2 separate regions of the Gasterosteus aculeatus genome follow, and region 1 is linked to region 2. Evidence: chromatin contacts called from public Hi-C data. All regions are on one chromosome and are shown on one strand. The core of a region is the stretch at or near the end of the contact, and the rest is flanking DNA. Distances in the headings are between cores, read along the strand shown. Region 1 holds the start of atp6v1ba (ATPase, H+ transporting, lysosomal, V1 subunit B, member a). Region 2 holds the start of fam98a (family with sequence similarity 98 member A).

Region 1 (4,349 bases), core at 1,453-3,952, 570 kb before region 2:
AACCTCGGACCGTGGCCGAAATAAAGAACAAATGGTCTGACATCAAAGTGGATGCAAAAGAGTGTTTGGCGCACAATCGCCAAAGTGTGTCTGCCACGGGTGGGGAAAGGGGACACCGGAGCCGTCCCCTCTTGATGAGAGACTGGCGGCAATGATTGGGGATCGGGGACAGGGTCTGGGCCAACATCAGCGTCAGGGGGTCGAGGCACTTTTGGAAGCTGTGCCACATCATAATGTGGCACAGCTTCATAATGCATCATAATGTGGCACAGCCGAGCAACAGCACGATTTTGCACACATTTTCAGGAGTAAACAATAACCTCCCTCCAGCGCAGTCGAGGCAGTGCCATCTGCCCTTAAACAGGCCGATGGTGCGCTGCACTACAGCGCAAATCCTTCTATTTGCCACGTCTTCTAAGAGCGCAAGATCAGCCATTTCGCGTCATTACGCATTGTGATGGCATCGTGGCATTTTATTACCGTCCATTTGATTGCATATGACAAGCAACAGCTGTGTTTTGAGGATGAATTGCAGAACATGCCAATATTATTGCAGAACATTTCATTTTTCTTTTTGAAAATGTGTTAATTTGTATTTGTTTGTTTTACGCTGCAGATCGATCAAACAGGTGTTTGTGTTATTTATGAGAGACAGTATTGGCATTTCTTTTACACAAGTCTAGTTTTACACACACGTTTGCGTGTTTCTTGCATTTGCCGACGGTTCTCACTTCACCCGTTTTTGTGCGTCTGCATGGGTCCGAGCTTGCGTGAAGGACCGCACATTTTTCCGTCAAGTTTGTATAAATACCAATTATTGCGTATGCAACGTTTATAAATGAGGCCCCAGACGTCAATCATCAGGATAATCTTACGTCAGAAGGCGGAAGAGTCGATCACCGAAACCAGGATTTTTTAACATTATAACGGCAAATAAACTTAAAGGAAAAGCGTATTTTTTAATCACGTAAAGTAACGGGGAAATCTTATAAATAAATGATTCCTTGTCCTCAGCATCTGTAGCGCTTGTACAGGACGTCATCCCTGCTAAACAGGTCTTTGTGATCTAGAAGTCTCTCCCTATAAAACGTTAATCTAACTGATGTCGATCCTTCATCAATGAGGAAGTGAGCTGCTCTATTTTTCCGGGGGAGTGATGAACTAATCTAGCAGCTCAGATGAACCTGCACCGGAGCAGGTTCACGCTTTTCGATGCGTTGCTATGGTGATTTAGACAAACCTGCTTCGGGGAACCGAAAAGCCTGAACTACGTCATTTCATCCTGAAGATTATCCGGCTAACTCAGTTAGCCACGTACGAGGAACAGGGCCCAGGTCTTATCCACACCACTGCAGGCTGCCGCCCCACTCATGTCACATGATCTCTCATATGACATTAATCACATGAGAGATCACCCCAGCAGTTTGTTCATCGACAAGCTAAGGCTAGCAACATGTCGAAGGAATCAATTTGATACAGCGCCACACAGTACTAATACAGCAATATTGGGCGCTCTAAAGACTCAGATCAACACTCACATAGAAAATAAACGCGACACGGCGTCGCGGTCACGTGTGGCTGTCGGTCAGCTAATCCACTGCACCGGTAGCACTCAGCTAGCTAACAGTAACCTTAGCTGTGTAATGAAAACTGTCTTATAACAAGTCATCTTAATGGTGACAATGGGACATTTATCCCAACGCGAACATACATAAAAAGTGTAGTTAGAGGATGCTTCATATAACCAATTAATAGAGTAAAGAGTAATGCGAACTCAAATGATTAACAATGATTCTGTGCTGGACTAGCCACTATAGCTAGCATGCTAGCTTAGTTCTTGATGCCGTTTGGCACCAACGGCAGACGTAACATTTTAGCTGGTTCTATTAATACAGAATGTAACGTTAAAGCTGTTCTTGTACGGATCTGTAAACATAGCCCGCATTTCATTTCAAGCGTGATGGCCGATGTCACTAGCTTGTTTATCGTCGTGATTCATAATTTTGGCATCATATCCCGTATGATGCATTCAACGGTACCTGGGTATACCCACTCGTATTTAAAGACATGTCGAAGATCTGCATTTTCTTTAATGCATATCCCGACACTTACTACCAATGGAACCTCCATTTACAAACCATCTGTGTCAGTACTAGAATATACTATTAGGAATTTACCTGATCCTGGACAATGCTAACCAACCTTACGGATCATTCCTATACTGGATACAAGCTAATAAAAATGTTAAACTGAAGCGTGATAAGAAGCGTTTCTAGTTATATAAGTATCTAACAGATCATAATCCCTCAGTTTCCTTGTCAATGAATGCAGCTCAACAACCTTGTTAGCCACTAGCTATAGCTGCAGGTACCTCCAGCAGCCCGCTAACGTCACGTACTTAGCCTCGGTTGAGAGATGTAATTCCTGGTCACAGCCTGGGTGTGCGTCCTCGCAGCTCCTGCTAAGCCGTTGATGTCCATAGCCCTGTTTGCCACCAATGTTGCCATCGTCAGATGAAGAATAGGAAACCGAGGAAGCTAATGTTGGGAGATATGCTTTACTAGCTGGTTCCAAATAACGTAGATGACAGTAGAGAGCTGGTCATGTGACACGAAGGAACCGGATGTTGGTGGAGATCGGATGAAGACGATTGAGCAACAATATGGATTACAGCTACAGGGCTGTTTTAGTTCTATTTTTTAGCGAAATGAGATGCCATATTTAGGTTTTTGGTATTTTTCTTGTTTTTTTAATTTAAGATAATTTGTCAGTATCACAGATTGTATGCTTTGGTCATTATTTATGACCTCTTGGTGCTGAATAAAAAAAAGGAAGTCCAAAGCATATGGTATTCAAGCCCTTGATACCTGTAACCTGATTAAATATATGGCAATGAATGTTTCCAAAAAAGTTAGTTACTTACATTACGCTAAAAATGCCATGAAACGTCCATATGTAGTTTCACTGACAGGGGCAAAGCACAACAAGAGATTAAGCTGGACTTTTCGGAAGTATTTAATGTGGAGGGGTTTTCTGTTTAAGGACAAATATCTGAACAGCAGTCTCTTATGTCTTGGTTAATGTTATGTAAGTCAAACAACTAGGAAAACATGTTTAGGATATAGTATTTAACGTAACAGGTAAACACAATAAAGCATTGGACCAACTTTCCACCACTCGCATTGCGCATCCACAGACAATTTTGATCCAAGGAAACGAAACTCATTTTTAGTTCAATATTCAAAATTGATTAGATTTACAAAAAAATACAGTGCATCCGGAAAGTATTGACAGCGCTTCACTTTTTCCACATTTTGTTATGTTACAGCTTTATTCCAAAATTTTCCTCAACATTCTACACACAACAACCCATAATGACAAAGTGAAAACTTTTTTGTAAATCTGTTAAAAATAAAGAACGAAAACATAACATGTACATAAGTATTCACAGCCTTTGCTCAATACTTTGTTGAAGCACCTTTGGCAGCAATTACAGCCTCAAGTCTTCTTGGGTATGATTCCACAAGCGTGGCACACCTATTTCTGGGCAGTTTCTCCAATTCTTCTTTGCAGAACCTCTCAAGTTCCATCAGGTTGGATGGGGAGCGTCGGTGCGCAGCCATTTTCAGATCTCTCCAGAGATGTTCAATCGGGTTCAAGTCAGGGCTCTGGCTGGGCCACTCAATTCACAGAGTTGTCCCGAAGCCACTCCTTTGTTATCTTGGCTGTGTGCTTCGGGTCGTTGTCCTGTTGGAAGATGAACTGTCCCAGTCTAAGGTCCAGAGCGCTTTGGAGCACGTTTTCATCTAGGATGTCTCTTTACATTGCTGCATTCATCTTTCCCTCAATCGTGACTAGTCTCCCGCTGAAAAACATCCCCACAGCATGATGCTGCCACCACCATGCTTCACTGTAGGGATGGTATTGGCGAGATGATGGGCAGTGCCTGGTTTCCTCCAGACATGACGATTGGCATTTAGGCCAAAGATCTCAATCTTTGTTTCATCAGACCAGAGAATTTTGTTTCTCATGGTCTGAGAGTCCTTCAGGCGGGCTGTCATGTGCTTTTTACTGAGTGGCTTCCGTCTGGCCACTCTACCAAACAGGCCTGATTTGTGGAGTGTTGCAGAGATGGTTGCCCTACTGGAAGGTTCTCCTCTCTTCATAGAACAACGCTGGAGCTCTGTCAAAGTGACCATCGGGTTCCTGGTCACCTCCCTGACGAAGGCCCTTCTCCCCCGATCGCTCAGTCTGGCTGGGCGGCCAACTCTAGGAAGAGTCCTGGTGGTTCCAAACTTCTTCCATTTCCGGATGATGGAGGCCACTGTGCTCATTGGGACTTTCAATGC
Region 2 (4,597 bases), core at 914-3,413:
AGGAACCCGTTGGCAATGTGTGGGATATTATTACATGTTGCTGCCTGAACTTTGTAACACAACTGAGCCTTTTCTTTTTACTTCGGGTGACTGGATCTGCCAAGCTTAGTGACCATAAACTGTGAAAAAGGAGGAACACGGAACAGCTCCTCCCCTCCACGTTAGCAGACGGGCCAAACCTCGAAGGCAGTTCAAACAAACACTCATTCAGGAGCAAAGGTCAGGCGGTGAAACAGTGGTCAACTTCTGTAATGTAGCTTCAAGTGGGTTCTGCTCTCACAAACTCACCTTCTTCTCAATGCCACTGAAGAACTGAAACATGGTGATGTTGGCTGGAGGCTTAGACATGCCCAGGGACATGCAGATCCCCTTCAGCTCCTGGAACATGGGGCTGCCTGCCTGCTGGGCTTTCTTCTCAGGCTTGGTAACCAGGATCATCCTCGACGCCTCCAGCTCCGACACCAGATAGGCTGAGATGGAAATGGGACTGGTTAAGTTCTATTCACAGAAGGTCAAATTTAAAATATGCTCAAGCAGTTGCCTACAAAACAAAAAAAATGTAATTACGAGTTGTTCCTTAAGGCATACACAAAGTCACTCTTTCAATCGGCCTAAAAGCTCTTCATAAATAGCCCGCTTTTCTTCAACGAGTAGAATTCCACACGTTGTGGCTGTAACAGCTCACAGCGCATGTGCACGTCCCTATACTTATTTTTCTCCCTACTTTCCAAGCATGGCGGATTTGCTTATGTTCACCCGTTTAGTCAAAATAGAACACAATGATCACTGCTGACCCTTGACCCCCGTCCCACCACCGGCCTGCCCGCATCGTTCGTGTGTTGCATCTTTCAGGAGCGTACAGTTCATCTCTGAGGACCTGGGTTTCAAACTTCCAAGTGACTTTAAAGTTTATGATTCGGGAACGGAACATGGCGCGGCGTAACCGAGTTAACCGACCGACTCTCCCACATGGCTGAAGCAATAAACCCAGAGGAGACAGGATTACACATAACGGGGTGACAGGAGGGTGCGGCCCAACACGTCGCGAGGGAGGAATCTGGTCTCCCATGAGGGTTTATGAATACGAACGCTGCGATCTTACTGAGGAGCAGCAGACAGTCGGTCCTATTCAGGAGCCTCTTGGTGACGTCTCCGCTGGTGAGGACAGAGTAAGGACAGGCGAGCTCTGACAGCAGGCCGCTCATCTCCAGCTGGAAGCCCTCTGCCTCGCTGGGACCTGGAGAGGACACACACACACACACACACACACACACACGCTGATCTGCTGTCCGGCGCGGTTAAAACGGCTCGGACGATGGCAATAGAGGGGGTCTCACAGTTGGTGGCGTGGACATTCTCCTCCAGCTTGCAGTAGAGGCGAAGCTCGGAGACGATCCAGGCACAAAGCTTGGTGAACTCGGGCGAGGCGGCTCCTCTGCTCACAGCGGGATCCAGAGCTCCTTCCTCCAACAGAGGGCCTTGGTACCTGCAGCAACACACACATCAGTGCAGCACGATCAGGCCACTGAGGAAGGCAGGTTCAAAGGCACGTAGGCACGAGACGAACCACGTCGACGCCGATTGACGCGCGCGCCCCCTAGCAGGGGAGAGGACCGTGTTGTCCTCCATTGAATCCGGACAGGAGCAGCTTCTGCTGACGCAGCTTCGTGCACTTGGCAGCCCGGAGTTGGGTCTATTAATACCGGGCGGTACGCAGCGATGTCCCCGGTTCACCGCACGTTCATCAGCATAAGGACCGTTAGCTGCTAAGCGACAGCGTGTTGACGTTAAACAGTCCTGTAGCGTTAGCGTGCTGGCTAAAATAAGACAGCAGGGAGGCTGCTCACCTCCTATATTATATTCATGCAGCGGAAGACGTATTTGATCACTTACCCTAAATCTTCAAGAGAGATGATGATGATGTCATTCTCCATCCCAATGATCTATAGTCGTGCTGTAAAATCAAGATAACGTCCAATGAAATCGAGTTGTCACATCAGCCAGCTCAGCTGATACACGTTTAACTTGTTCTGCTTCCTCGTCGGGTTCCTCAGCGGGGCGCGAACAGCTGCGCGGCGCTGCAGCGCCCCCACAGGACCCGCGGCGCACAGCGCCCCCACAGGATCCCCCACAGGATCCCCCACAGGACCCGCGGCGCACAGCGCCCCCAGAGCGCAGAACACGTGTATGTGAACAATGATTAACCTTTGACATAGATTTGGCTCCATGTTAACCGGGACATATACTGTGCAATCTATTGGCTCCACTATCCTATCGGGGGTGAACGGGCCAACTCACCTTCTAGGATGACGCAACAGGGTGGAATGTATTTTCCTGTCTGGGCTCAGTGCCATTATTGAACAACATACAATAAAAGAGGCTGAAGTCAGGAATGGAGAAGAGTATCTCGGTCTGCATGGCCTCGGCCTCTGGAGCTACAAGCCAAAATGATTCTGAACCGCCCTGGACCTTTCAGACCCCTCAGGTCCACGTGAAGGAAAAAGGAATTTCTCAAAAGAAATAGAAGGATTAGCGGATTAGCTGACAGGTTTCAGGTAAACAATTGAACTGAAACGTTAGGGTGCGATTGTGAACACCACTTACTGTTTTTGCAAAGTACACTTACACGGTATTAGTGTACCTTCAATTCTAACTCTGCTATAGTATTACTACCATAACTCAGTTATTTTTTTTCGAGCGGTATTTGATAGAAAAATATCATCAACAGATGCACTTCAACTTCAACGTTCCTTAAAGAAAATAGAATGAAGTGGTTTTAACTGAAATGTCTAAATGAAGTCTTAAGTTCGTTTAGGAATTTCAAGTTGGTTGTCAAAGTGTCTATCAAAGGCTTTCATCGCAAAAAGTGCCTGTTGAAGTTGATTTCCAGTGCTCTGGGTTGCTGAGAACATCTAAAGATCAGTTATTAGAGTCAAATGTACTAGCTAGTAGTAAAAAGCTAATTACTTGTTATGGGTGTTGAAACCTCATGGGACAGTAGGCAGGTGCAAATAGCTGCATTCACTATTAAAGTGTTTGGTTTGGTCTCTTACACCTTTGTCAGTGGCTCTAAGCATCACACCATGACACTCCGCCCTCTGGTAGGTTTCCTCGAAATCCCAAACTTTCAAAAAGTAACTTTCATTTGCAGAGGAAGTCCCCGACATTCCCCATGAAAGATGCATATTTCATCTTGTGAAATACGAGATGTAAAAGAGTCTTGATATTTTTACTAGTTCAAACAGAATCATTCCGTCGCCGAAATAAACGTTACAACATTCTTTGCATCTATGACGGGACTCAGCTTTTGACATCCTGTGACCAACATGCGAACCAAGCGAAGTGGTTGAACCAGCTGTGATACACAAACAATGGAATCAAAGCTACACAGAAGAATCACAGTGAGCAATTATTATTAATATCAAAACGTTTGTTTTAAGGCTTTAAACAATGTAGGTGTCTCCCAACAAAAGAACGATGGAAAACGACTGTGCCACATGCATGTAGAAGGTTGGGACCATCAGAAGAACGTCCTCTGACCAACTCCAGTGATCCACAAGCAGGCATGCTGCTACTCCTCCAGTAAGGGTGGGGGGGACAGTTTGAGTGTGAAATGATCCGGTCCGGTTTGGGCTGCCGTCAGAAGCCCCGTCTTGTCACTGCTGTGGCAGTGGGAGAGTTCTGTGAGGATGGACAACTGGTGGAGCAGAGAGGAAAAAACGTCAGTCATACAATGTCTCTATTTGCCTCCCACAGAAGCAAAAACACGCACACACGTAATCACTTTAGAAAGTGTGTATTTTAGACACTCCACACATTTGAACGTGTTGAACAAGCGACTCTTTGCTCTCAGCTCTCCATCATATGACGGCTGTGTCTGAAGTGCCAACGATCTCCCCACATTCAGCCAGGACGTTTTCCAGCCCCCTGTCTCTCAGGGGCACAGTGGTGGTCCTCTGCAGGGTAGATGTGGAGATGGAAGTAGCCTAGCAGCTAGCAACATGCTCCATGGTCTGAAGTGGTCTGTTTGCACTCGTCCCCCTTCTGTTTGACACCTGGAGGGATTCCTCTGCACAGTTCTACTCTTTGTTTTACTTCCAATGCAAAACGATCTCTCCATCTTCAACCACCGTCTCCGTCTCTCCCATCTAACTGAAAAATACTGTATTGCATTCATCTCGACCACAATAATCTCATAGATCAACGCGTTAACTTTGACAGCCTTTATCCTGCAGGCCACAAGATAATTCCACCACGTATTAGGCTTGCGGGCCTTGAGTTTGACATATGTGCTCTAATTGACTGAGTTGGCATAATGCTATCAGCATGCAGAATACTGCTTCCCATGTGTATCACATCTGCATGTAATGCTGCTCCAGGTGTTCATATCATCGGTCATTCATTTCGCCCACATCTTAGATTCTAATTAGGTCTGGTCTGTCATTATGAAAGAAAACACATGCACACAAGGCCAGTGGGAAAGGTACTGAACTGAATTGCATTGAACCCACACTGATGACACACAGAGACACCTGCCAGCACAACTATTGAATCATTCGCACAACATTCACACACAACTACCGGCGCTACTTTGGGT

Evidence for each region. A called contact is a pair of places that touch in the nucleus more often than the background predicts.
Region 1: a contact with region 2 is called in a Hi-C map of tail fin, with 6 times the contacts expected there. The contact joins the promoter of atp6v1ba here to the promoter of fam98a in region 2. A contact is called at or near these places in 2 of 6 Hi-C or Micro-C datasets (tail fin and whole body).

What each region holds. Positions count from the first base shown.
Region 1 is chr6:2,438,944-2,443,292 of fGasAcu3.hap1.1, reverse strand. atp6v1ba (ATPase, H+ transporting, lysosomal, V1 subunit B, member a) reads right to left here and starts at 2,702. Exons shown (of 14, transcript XM_040178317.2): 1 at 2,399-2,702. The coding sequence starts at 2,507.
Region 2 is chr6:1,869,545-1,874,141 of fGasAcu3.hap1.1, reverse strand. fam98a (family with sequence similarity 98 member A) reads right to left here and starts at 2,163. Exons shown (of 8, transcript XM_040178352.2): 1 at 1,894-2,163; 2 at 1,338-1,486; 3 at 1,103-1,237; 4 at 289-470. The coding sequence starts at 1,934. vps8 (VPS8 subunit of CORVET complex) reads right to left here. Exons shown (of 45, transcript XM_040178351.2): 45 at 3,216-3,697. The coding sequence ends at 3,572.